Linked DNA regions of Mus musculus: all the other regions are linked to region 1. The links are chromatin contacts, called in public HiChIP or PLAC-seq and promoter capture Hi-C maps. All regions are on one chromosome and are shown on one strand. Each heading gives the region's core, a stretch centred on a gene start, on an enhancer-like site or on the middle of the called end of the contact. The rest is flanking DNA. Distances are from core to core; before and after follow the strand shown.

Region 1 (3,272 bases), core at 253-2,752:
GGGGCACAAGACCCACGTTATTGTGAAGGCATCAACACCCATCCTCCTGTACTGGGCCCGAGCTGCTGACATAAGCAGAAGAGTGCAGATCAGAGCAGAGCAAGCTGCTTCCAGGAGGCTAGGCCACTCCAGGGATTACCCCGGCATCCCTGGAGCCCTAATTTGGCCTTACCACTGCACCTTCACATGCCCCAGCACTTCTCGCTTTGTCTGTGTGTCTGGTAATGATCATTAATTCCTTTGAAACTCCACCCACTGCACCCCACCCCCGACCCTCCCTACCCAAGGAAAAGCCAGGATGCAACCACAGAGCCGGTACCTAGAAGCAAACAGTAAAGAGAGAGGAAGCCACAGCATCACACAATGAAGCTTTATTCGTTCTCAACGACTAGAGAAAAGCAAGCTCGCTGACGCCTCACTTGAGAATGCTGTCATCTTGAGCTGAAAAGTGAGAAGAGACCATGTCAAACATTATACAGACTTGGGCCACCTTACGGGGACTTGGGCTTTAAACAATCAAGAATCTAATTCCAAGAGAACCCTAACTTCATTACTAAAACCATCCTTTGCATCCCCAACTGCCTTCTCCATCTGACTGGAATCCACAGGAAGTCAACACAGAGGGGTCAGAGAGCCTGCTCAGCAGTAACCTCTCGAAAGGCAATTTGCAGATGCTACCCAAGAGAAGGGGCAGTATGCCTCTCACACTCCACTGGGCTCCACGGAGGACAGCACTGGACAAAACAGTCATGGGATGAGAGGCAGCCCCTGGTCCACTAAGCAGCAGCTACTTCCAGAAAACTCGGGGGTGTTGGGAGAGGCTAAAAGCCATACCTTCCGCCAGTTCTCTCTCAATCCGTTTCAACTCATCTAGTCTCTTCTTTTCCTCCGCTGCTATTCTCCTCTCCTCCTCTGCCCGGGGTTTTAGGTAACCTGGGGGGGAGTGGAAGCAATTAACTTCTCTGAAAATGCTGCTTCGTGAAAAAGCCGACTCCAAAATCTCCAGATAGCTGTTCCCACCTGCCCCCCTCTAGGGCCTGGCATCATCTCCCTCCCAAGGAACTGCAGGCTCGAGCAGTGTCACACAGCCTTTCACCCGGAATCCCGTTCTCCCGGTCCCCAAACTCACTGTAGCGCTTGGCGCCGTATGCCATGCCGATGATCAGAGCGGAGTACCGGCCGAACTGCAGAAGAAAACATTATAGTAGAAGGCACACCGAGGGAACAAGGGGATCGCAGGGGTCGGACATCGAGGAGTACTGGGAGAGGGAGTACGGGGCGGGTGTGTGTGCAAGGGTTGCAGGGCCGGGATTGCTCGAGACCACAGCCAGCAGTCCCAAGGGTGGGCAATGCTAAGTCACGGGAGGGGAGGGGAAAGGGGGCATAGAGGAGCTTTGAGCACCGCGCAACAACGGGGATGAGGATTCACCTTGATGAGTGGAGAGACCTGAACCGGGGGCACCATTTTGTCCGTGACCTTCGCGCCGGAAGCTCAACTGAGGCGGAAGACAGAGAATGAAAGCCGCCTCCTGAAGCCAGAAAGGCGCATGCGCCGCAGTGAAAGCGCTGCCCCCTAGCGACTGGAGGATAGCCGAGCGTTCCCACGGGGCTGGTTACTACTCTCCAGGTAGGAAGTCTAGGCTGTTAGTGTAAGCTGGCTTCAAAAGGGTGGTGACACAGAGCCTCGTTACTTCAGCACCGGCGTGTAATGACTGACCAGCCCTGGAATCTGTCGCCCACCTGTTGTGGACTGGAGCACGCAAACAATCCCTTTATCTCTTGGAACAGACGAGCACACCTGGCCGACTCCAGCGGCCCATTGGGTGCGGTGGGTTTGGGCATGAGATTACAGAACTTGTATTGGCCCTTCCTGAGAGGTCAGCAACCTTCCAGGGCTTTCCTGCAATTTCCGGCATTGGACACATATGTCCTCCGACCAGTGTTTTCTCGCCCAGAGCTCCTAATTTCCATTGGGCTTTACAGGTAATGTTCATCCAAATGAGGCTAACCCCTGCATCTCCCTGCCCACACTCTCAGGACTACAGATCCTGAGTCCTATTGACCTCCTTTTCAGGCCTCATAGAGACTGACCATGGAGCACCCAGATTGCCAAACTTACCTTTCTGCAGTCCATGTCCCCAGAGTGGGTACCTCTCTAGCAGCCATGTCGGTCTAGACCAACCCTTTGTGATCCCTTTGGCAAACACTTATCTCCAAAAGTATTTACATTATGACCCATAACAGTAGCAAGATTACAGTTATAAAGTAGCAATGAAAATAATGTTATGTATGGGGAGGGTCACATAAGGAGCTGTATTAAAGGGTCACAGCATTAGGAAAGTTGAGCATCATTGGCCTGGGATGGGGCAAGATGGAGACAAGGTGATTATCAGCTGTGTCTATTGGCAAGCATCTTTGTGTACATCTGTCATAGTATAGATTGTAGCCACCCACTGAATGGCTGGCTTTACCCCAATGCCCCATAGTGACTTGAAATCTTCCTAAGGCTGTTGATTGAACCAGCCTCCTCAGTTTTGCATTGCACCAGGGCTTGGAAAGGTACACAGTCTGTAGGGATGGGGTATCTTTTCCTGACTCTTTATAGTCCATACTTATAAAGAGAACATAATTATGAATATAAAGTGGATAAAATGCAGCAATGAAAACTGCAGGACTCATAATAGGTACCCAGCTCTCCGGGGCCATCAGAAGAGGAACCATTGCCCTAGGCTCTGGAACTTTGCCTACATTTGATCTGGAGTCAAAGCCCTAGTTCTTCTCTGTTAGAATCCTAGAAATGTTCCTAAACTGAGACGAGAATTACCCAGGCCATGTGCCACAGGTGCTCCACATACTCTTACCTTGCCTTTGAGACGTTCCTCACTCCCATCCCTACCTGAGCCACAGTGAGATTCCTGCCCTCCTGCCAACTCACTGCTCCCCAAGGAAGCTGCAAAGGCATGCTAACCTACAAGGCACCAAGTAAACTTCCTCACCCCTCATGGTCATCTACACATTGAGCCCCCTCCCTTCCCTGATCTTGAGCAACTGGTTAGATAACTTATGTGATCAAACAGGTTTCCCTCATTAAATCTTAAAATAAACCTGACTCCTTAGCAGCTCAAGCTTCCAGAACTGCAAGTGTCTTTGGGGGTCCAAGGGGAGTGTGGATTGAGGGGTGGGTACCAAGGGGAGTGTGGATTGAGGGGTGGGTACCAAGGGGAGTATGGATTGAGGGGTGGGTACACAGAAGCTACATGGCGTAGAGGCAG
Region 2 (3,272 bases), core at 574-3,073, 100 kb before region 1:
TATCGCCTAGCAAATTGCCAACAAAAAACCCAACTGCTAAGGATTTTGATGTTTCAGAACTATTAGGATAGAAAAAATTAGGAACCATGTTAAATGGAAAGCAAACAAGCCTGCAAAGGTTAGCAGACATTGTCGTGGGTCCTTCATTCCTAGGAGGCCTACCTGTATCCCACCATCAGTACATGTTCTACTCTCTGAACCCCACAAGAAGACCAGCAGAATCTTCCACAACATCTAGCCAAATCTGATCTTCTTGCACTCTGTCTTTTTTTGAGTTCTGTTGGGAATAGTTCCTCCCCACACCCCACCCTGCACTCCCCAGGAACTTTGGATAAGATGTTCATAGTGACAGATGCTCTTCTCCGGTACCTCATCTGATTGATTCCTGGTCATCCTTTACAGTCAGCTTATCAGTCTGTCCTTGCCCTATTCATATTTCATTTCCAATCTAAAATGAGTTACTCCCCATTGCCACAAATGTCTCCTGTCATTTGCTTTTCCTTCATAGCATTCTTTGTGATTAAAGTTTTTTCTTTTTATGTGTATGGGTGTTTTGCTTGCGTGCATGTCTATGTATCATGTGTATTCAGTGCAGAGGCCAAAAGGAAAAAAAAAAAAATGTTGGGTGGTTGTAACCACCATGTGGGTCCTGGGGATCAAGCCTGAATCCTCTGATGGAGCCACCAGAGCGTTTAACCACTGAGCCATCTCTCTGGCCTCCATTCTTCACAATTGGTTATCACATATGTCCATGCCTACAACATAATTTTTTGTTTGCATTTGTTTGCATTTGTGTACACTTCTAAACCCAAGTGGAGGCAGGCAGGAGTTGTACTAGTTTATTCACCATTTTGTTTCTTTTTCTTTTTAAATTTAAGATCCTTTGTGTTGATTCCGTGTCTAGGACACAGTCGGTGCTTAGCAAGCATTCATTTGGCTGCATGAACAGGGACCCCAGGTTTCTAGGACTCCTTTTGTAGAGGCTGTAAAATTAACACAAATATCCTGTGTCTCTGAGGCTTATTTGTAGAGATCTGTAAGGCTGTTGAGTAATACACAAAGATAGACCAGATCTTTGTACTTACTTATGGAGGCTGTGGGTTATAGACACAGGTACCCCGTGTCTCTGTGACTTTGTTGTGGGGGCTACAGGGTGCCATCAGGCTTCTATACATCGCTTATAGAGACAGTGGGATATAGGCGAAGATGGCCTGAGTTTCTGTGACTCCCTGGAAGAGAGGCATGGATTATGAATACAGATCACTGCGGAGGCTTGGGGTGTAGACACAGACACTCTTACTTTGGTGGTGTAGCAGTGAGGGCACCAGCTGTGTACTTATTGTCAGTAGTAAGGACATGTGCAACCTGAAATGTTCAGATTGTGTCACTGAACCCTTGTCCTCAGCAATATGCCTGCAGGGTTCTGCTGCCACTGCTGCTGCCTCTGCTGCTTCGGTAGCAAAGCATAAGTTGTATTCACATAGCTCTGTGCAGCACATTGGGGGTGATAAAGGAATCTGTGGTCCTGATGAAGTACGAGGTGCATTTTAAAGAACAGAGCATCTCAGCAAGAAAAAGTCTTGTTTTTAGACCCATTTAGTTACAAGCAAGCACAATACAGTAAAGAATAACAGACCAGATCTGGGAAGCAGACTGTCAGCTTCTTGCCTTCAATAACACTACCTGTAGACCTAAAGGCAAAAGGCAGCCATGTGCCTGGGCCACACCCAGAAGCCAGACATTTAGTCCCAATATCTTCAGTGGCCATTGTAGTCACTGGGGAACAAAGGCTACTTAAACCTTTGAACGGTGGTTGGGTGGGGGCTTTCAGGGTGAGTGTACATCATTGGCCAGGGCCAGGGCACTGAAAATGTCTCATTAGCATAAGGAAGAATTCCAGGGAGTTTAACTGGGCTATGTAACCTCCTGGTGGGGTGGTAGGGTGGTGGGGGTAATGGGGTGGTGTGGGTGGATACTTGTGCCAGGACATACACATGACATGACCCTACTCCTGACAATCTCACGATGAGATTTCTGGGGTTTGGACATGCCTGGACCCAACTCTTGCTCTCAACCAGTTATACTCCCCCACTTATACTGCCCCTACCCACACCACCCCCGCCCCACTCAGGCTCTGGCCATGTTGGCAGTAGATGGATATACATCATCAACTGTTACAGTGTTACTGCGGTTTTGCTGACCTTTCCTGCCTAGGAACAGATTGCCTTCATTAGGTATCAGTTCTTAAAAATGTCCCAGTAAGGGCTGGTGAGATGGCTCAGTGGGTAAGAGCACTCGACTGCTCTTCCGAAGGTCTGAAGTTCAAATCCCAGCAACCACATGGTGGCTCACAACCACCCGTAATGAGATCTGATGCCCTCTTCTGGTGTGTCTGAAGACAACTACAGTGTACTTACATATAATAAATAAATAAATCTTTAAAAAAAAATTAATTAAAAAAAAATGTCCCAGTAAGTGAATGTGCTAAAATTATAAGTATGTCTAATCTTTTTGTCTGATAGATCCTGGATTTGAGCAATTTAAAATGGCAGAAAAGTTACATGGAAACTGGGTCAAACTGCACTTGGAGGAAAACCATTCAGACATTCTGCTTGGCCTGGGGACCAAAGTACTCAGGCATTACCTGGGTGCCCTGAAGACCCTGAGTCTGTCCCTGAGCACACAAGTGGCTCAATATGACATGTACTCCATGGCAGTGGGAACACTCATAGTTTTGGAGGTACACATGTTTGTATTCTCATGGTTTAGGTGTTAAATGGATTGTGCAACTCAGCCAAACATAAAGGTTTTGAATTTATATATCATTACTGCTGGGTATGGTGGTATATGTCTGTAATTCCCAAATTCAGTCTACTAAGATGGGAGAATGGCTACATCATGCCAGCCTGGGCTACAAAGATCCTATGTCTGAAAAGAAGAATGTCAGTGCAACACAGAAAATAGGAATGTTCTTTATTTTTCCATTGTGCACCCAGATTTAAGAGATTTCATGAAGTATTTGCATGAGGCAAATGGCTTCATTCAGCATTGCTATAAAAGATGAAAATATAAGTCAAGCTCTGCAGTTTTGGCAAGCAACTAAAATTAATTTTCCCTTGGGTCATTTTGTTGTTGCTCTTGTGTGAGCAGCAGGTTAGGATGGGTTGGGCTAATTCGAGTGGACTTTCCTATCCCTGGGCGTCCCTGTTCACCCTTGATCTTCTTTTTCAGGTTCTCGCCCTGTTCCTCCTTAGCACTCCACATGTGCTGTG
Region 3 (3,272 bases), core at 259-2,758, 85 kb after region 1:
CTGATTAGCTAATTAAGCTTTAAGAGTTTTGATTCTACCCAGGTAATGGGTATTGTGATGTGATGGCTGACTGTGGGGTATGTGGTAGCGAGAGCCAGCAGGCTGTCAGGAGCTCTTGAGCTTAGTTAGGCCCTGCCGGAGAACTGGTGGGTTCATTTTTAAAAAATACTTCCTGCAACACAAGGGATGCTCCCAAGGTAGCAAGAGGAGATACTACTGTACTTGGAGAAAGCATGACCCCTCTAAATCGTACCCACTTTCCCCATTTTGCTCTTCACCTCCACTCACCCCTGCATCCCCAGCAAGAGTGAGACATATGTAGCCTTTCTGCTCAGACTGGCAGGTTTTGTGGACATTCCATGTGTAGAGGAAGCCATAGGACTTCCCACCATTGCTATCTCCTACAAGAGAGGTGTCCCAGAAGGGAGACAGACAAGGACTCTTCTAGGACAAATGTGACCATAGCACCTTAGGCTGGGATGAGCATGAAGCAAAATGGGGTTGAGGTAGGGGCTGATAATGTGCCAGGGGAGAGAGCTGGCAAGACCTATGGTCACTTCTTCCCTATTCAGCAGAGTGGGCAGCCATCCCAGAAGGTGCACTAGTGTTACTGGGAACCAGGACAGCCCCTTGGGGTGGGCAGGGGAACAGGGCTGTGAAATTCCTGGTGGGCCCAAGCCGGGGAAGCAGTACAATCTGGATTCACCAGAGCCTTGAACTGTGAGAAAGAAGGTTTGTATGTTCTGGAGGCTCACTCCAGGCACTGGGGTCCTGAAGGGATCTTTGCCCTCTGGAGAATAAGAGACACCCTGTGTTTGTCCACAGTGTGAGGGAGGGCACCCCCTCCCACACCCAGGTCGAATGGTAGTCTTGGAAGGAATAGCCACACGGTGTGAAATCACTGTTTATTGGCTGTGATTCCCTCAGAGAGAAAATGTGAGGCCTCTGACATGCAGGAGGTGCAGGCACGAGGACAGACAGACAGGTAACACATGGGCTATTCTAAGCTCAGCGCCCGGTGCCCCATGCGCTAGGAACAGGATGCAGGATTGACTCAAGAGAGGGCCATCTGCTCAGAGCTGGCTTCTCAATTCATGAAAACCAGCCAGAGGCGCAGAGAATGGCCCAGGTGAGCAAGGTACTGTGGGCCGAGCATGCTTCATCTCTTTGGGCAGAGGGCATTCTGAATAGTATTGCAGTCTAATTGTTATGGCTTCTCTAAAGAGCTATGTAAGGTCATGAAGGTCAATGCTAAGCCACACACCTGGCCCAAAACTCATGGACACTTAATTCAGTTTTACTGTGGACAGGAAGGGTTATGGGAAGACCAGGCTGGCCTTTCTGTCAAGATAAAACTTACCAAATACAGACCTCATTTACCTGAGATTCAACATATTATGATGTAAATTAAACAAATATGAAGAACAATGGCTGCTGGCTGGGCAAAGGGGGAGTAGTTGGGTCATACTGCCCCTGGGCCACACACAGAACAAAACACCACAGCCCAAGCCCAGGAGCTTGCATTTACCGGCCACTGTCAGCCCTTCAGAGGAGGAATAGTGGAGAGGGTGGGACACTTGATTATGCGGCCCTCTGTCTGCTCTGCACGGGCGGGAATCACCAGAACCCAGGGCTTTTAGGAAGACGGGCATTTGGAGGGTAGGTGTCCAGGGGTAAAGCCAGGAAGATCCTAGGAGACTGCCTGCCCACATGAAGAGGACAGGAGGCCACCAGGGAGAGGTGGGATCAGGGAAAGATGGGACTCTGGAAAGTGCATTACAGACGATGTCAAGGGACTCCAAGTGTGTCTGAGACCACCCGCTCCAAATCTATTGCTGTGTTTCCTCTGGCCATGGAATTCTTAAGCCAAACCTTGCAGAGCAACAGAGAAAGAGACAGCTGGACAAAATATGCAAAGGCTGCTGGGGAAGACTAGGGTGGTAGCTCACAGACAGGAAGACAGAGCGAATGGTCCAGCAGGTCCAACAAGTCCAGAAACTGGGGCAATGGACTCAGGGAAGGGCTGGGGGCCCCAAGCACCCACTGCTCATTCCCCAAGTCCCACCCCACTATGGCTGTGCTCCTGAGTTTAGGCCCTGACTGGTAGCCACCCATCCAGGGGTGGTCAGGGCTGGCCCTCGGGGCCTGACCTTGGGCAGGCTCTGTGGGGATGGTGAACTTAAGATTAGTAAGGAGGGGTCCAACCACCCGAAGGCAAGGATGCACAGCACAGGGGCCTGAGGGTCACACCCTTGCCTGGTGGGGTCAGTGATGGCAGTATGGGGAGGGGTGGCCAGAGGCTCCCGAGGCGCGAGGGGGGACATGGGCAGGATAGATCTAGGACTATGGCTTATTTTTGCGGGGGTAGGGGGGCTGCATCTGCTCCCAACATCCCTTGTTGGGGGGAGACTCCGCGGGGGTCTGTACAGTGGGCAGGGCTCCTGGTGCTGACCCAATATCATTACTTCTTGAACATGTCCTGCAGTGGCCCAGGCAGGTACTTGATGACAGTGTCCAGGATGCTCTCATCTTCCTCCTCTGGCTCATCGCCACAGCCCGGTGGGATAGCCTTCTTGGGTCGAGTCAGGCTGCCTTCCGAGTTGGCCTCCATGGCTGCCTGAGCCTCAGCCTCACGCTCCTCCTTCTTCTTGATGCCATACTGTAAAGGAAAGGGCAGTCAAGGCGGGGCTTGCATACTTCCCTCCCCAGTCCCCAGCCTGGGTGGCACTGATGTAATACCAGAGAAGCCATGTCCTTCCTGCACTGAAGAAACCAACCAGCGTCTCTAAAAGGTGTTATTTATGGCTGAGGAAGACTCCAGCTAGGTTCCAGGCCCATCCTGCTCACCAGGGCTCCAACAGTGATCCCACTCAGGTTTTAGAAGAAACACACAGAAGATGGAACAATTAAGAGGTGCCTGAAGGACACATGGGATGTGAAAGAGAAAGAAAAAAAATCTGGGACTGCGTGGAGAGAAGTTGAAAGCGCTTACTGCTCCTCTGGAGTAACCCAAGTTTGATTTGCGGTGCCAACGTCAGGCAGTTTATAAATGTCTGTAACTCCAGCTCCAAGGAATTCAAAGCCTCGGACCACTTCAGGAACCTGTACTGACGTGCACATACCTACACCGTAGACACATGCCCTACATGTAATTATTAAAAAATAAATTTGAGGGATGCTACAAGGGAGGAACAGGAGCGGCAGGAGGGTGGAGAAAATCACAAAACATACTTTGTTTATAATGGCTTCTAACACAATGACGATTTAAAAAA

Evidence for each region. Promoter capture Hi-C pulls out the DNA fragments that hold promoters and counts their contacts. HiChIP or PLAC-seq counts read pairs in DNA pulled down with a chosen protein or histone mark.
Region 2: a contact with region 1 is called in a promoter capture Hi-C map of embryonic stem cells. The contact joins the enhancer-like site here to the promoter of Atp5k in region 1. A contact is called at or near these places in 4 of 39 promoter capture datasets (the HPC-7 cell line, HPC-7-derived erythroid cells, cranial neural crest and 2 more), 5 of 115 datasets of contacts at active chromatin or transcription factors (the SCID.adh cell line, effector CD8 T cells, embryonic stem cells and 1 more) and 2 of 9 other capture datasets (adipose tissue and pancreatic islet).
Region 3: a contact with region 1 is called in an H3K4me3 HiChIP or PLAC-seq map of embryonic stem cells, with 16 read pairs. The contact joins the enhancer-like site here to the promoter of Atp5k in region 1. A contact is called at or near these places in 3 of 39 promoter capture datasets (embryonic stem cells, liver and macrophages), 1 of 484 Hi-C or Micro-C datasets (nephron progenitors), 2 of 115 datasets of contacts at active chromatin or transcription factors (both in embryonic stem cells) and 2 of 9 other capture datasets (embryonic stem cells and pancreatic islet).

What each region holds. Positions count from the first base shown.
Region 1 is chr5:108,432,897-108,436,168 of GRCm38.p6, forward strand. Atp5k (ATP synthase, H+ transporting, mitochondrial F1F0 complex, subunit E) reads right to left here and starts at 1,503. Exons shown (of 4, transcript NM_007507.3): 1 at 1,430-1,503; 2 at 1,130-1,184; 3 at 835-933; 4 at 350-441. The coding sequence starts at 1,465. The coding sequence ends at 416. It overlaps Gm34319 (a long non-coding RNA gene), which reads left to right and starts at 1,505. Exons shown (of 3, transcript XR_003955776.1): 1 at 1,505-1,627.
Region 2 is chr5:108,329,453-108,332,724 of GRCm38.p6, forward strand. It overlaps Pigg (phosphatidylinositol glycan anchor biosynthesis, class G), which reads left to right. Exons shown (of 13, transcript NM_001310689.2): 7 at 2,523-2,740; 8 at 3,232-3,272. Among named protein-coding and RNA genes, the nearest start is that of Pigg, 18 kb to the left of the region's middle. Within about 2 kb of position 1,824, at least 5 of the 459 cell types and tissues checked have an H3K27ac peak or open chromatin away from gene starts, as enhancers often do. A contact at or near this core is called in embryonic stem cells, where this site is marked.
Region 3 is chr5:108,517,668-108,520,939 of GRCm38.p6, forward strand. It overlaps Cplx1 (complexin 1), which reads right to left. Exons shown (of 4, transcript NM_007756.3): 4 at 887-2,659. The coding sequence ends at 2,462. Among named protein-coding and RNA genes, the nearest start is that of Cplx1, 31 kb to the right of the region's middle. Within about 2 kb of position 1,509, at least 8 of the 459 cell types and tissues checked have an H3K27ac peak or open chromatin away from gene starts, as enhancers often do. A contact at or near this core is called in embryonic stem cells, where this site is marked.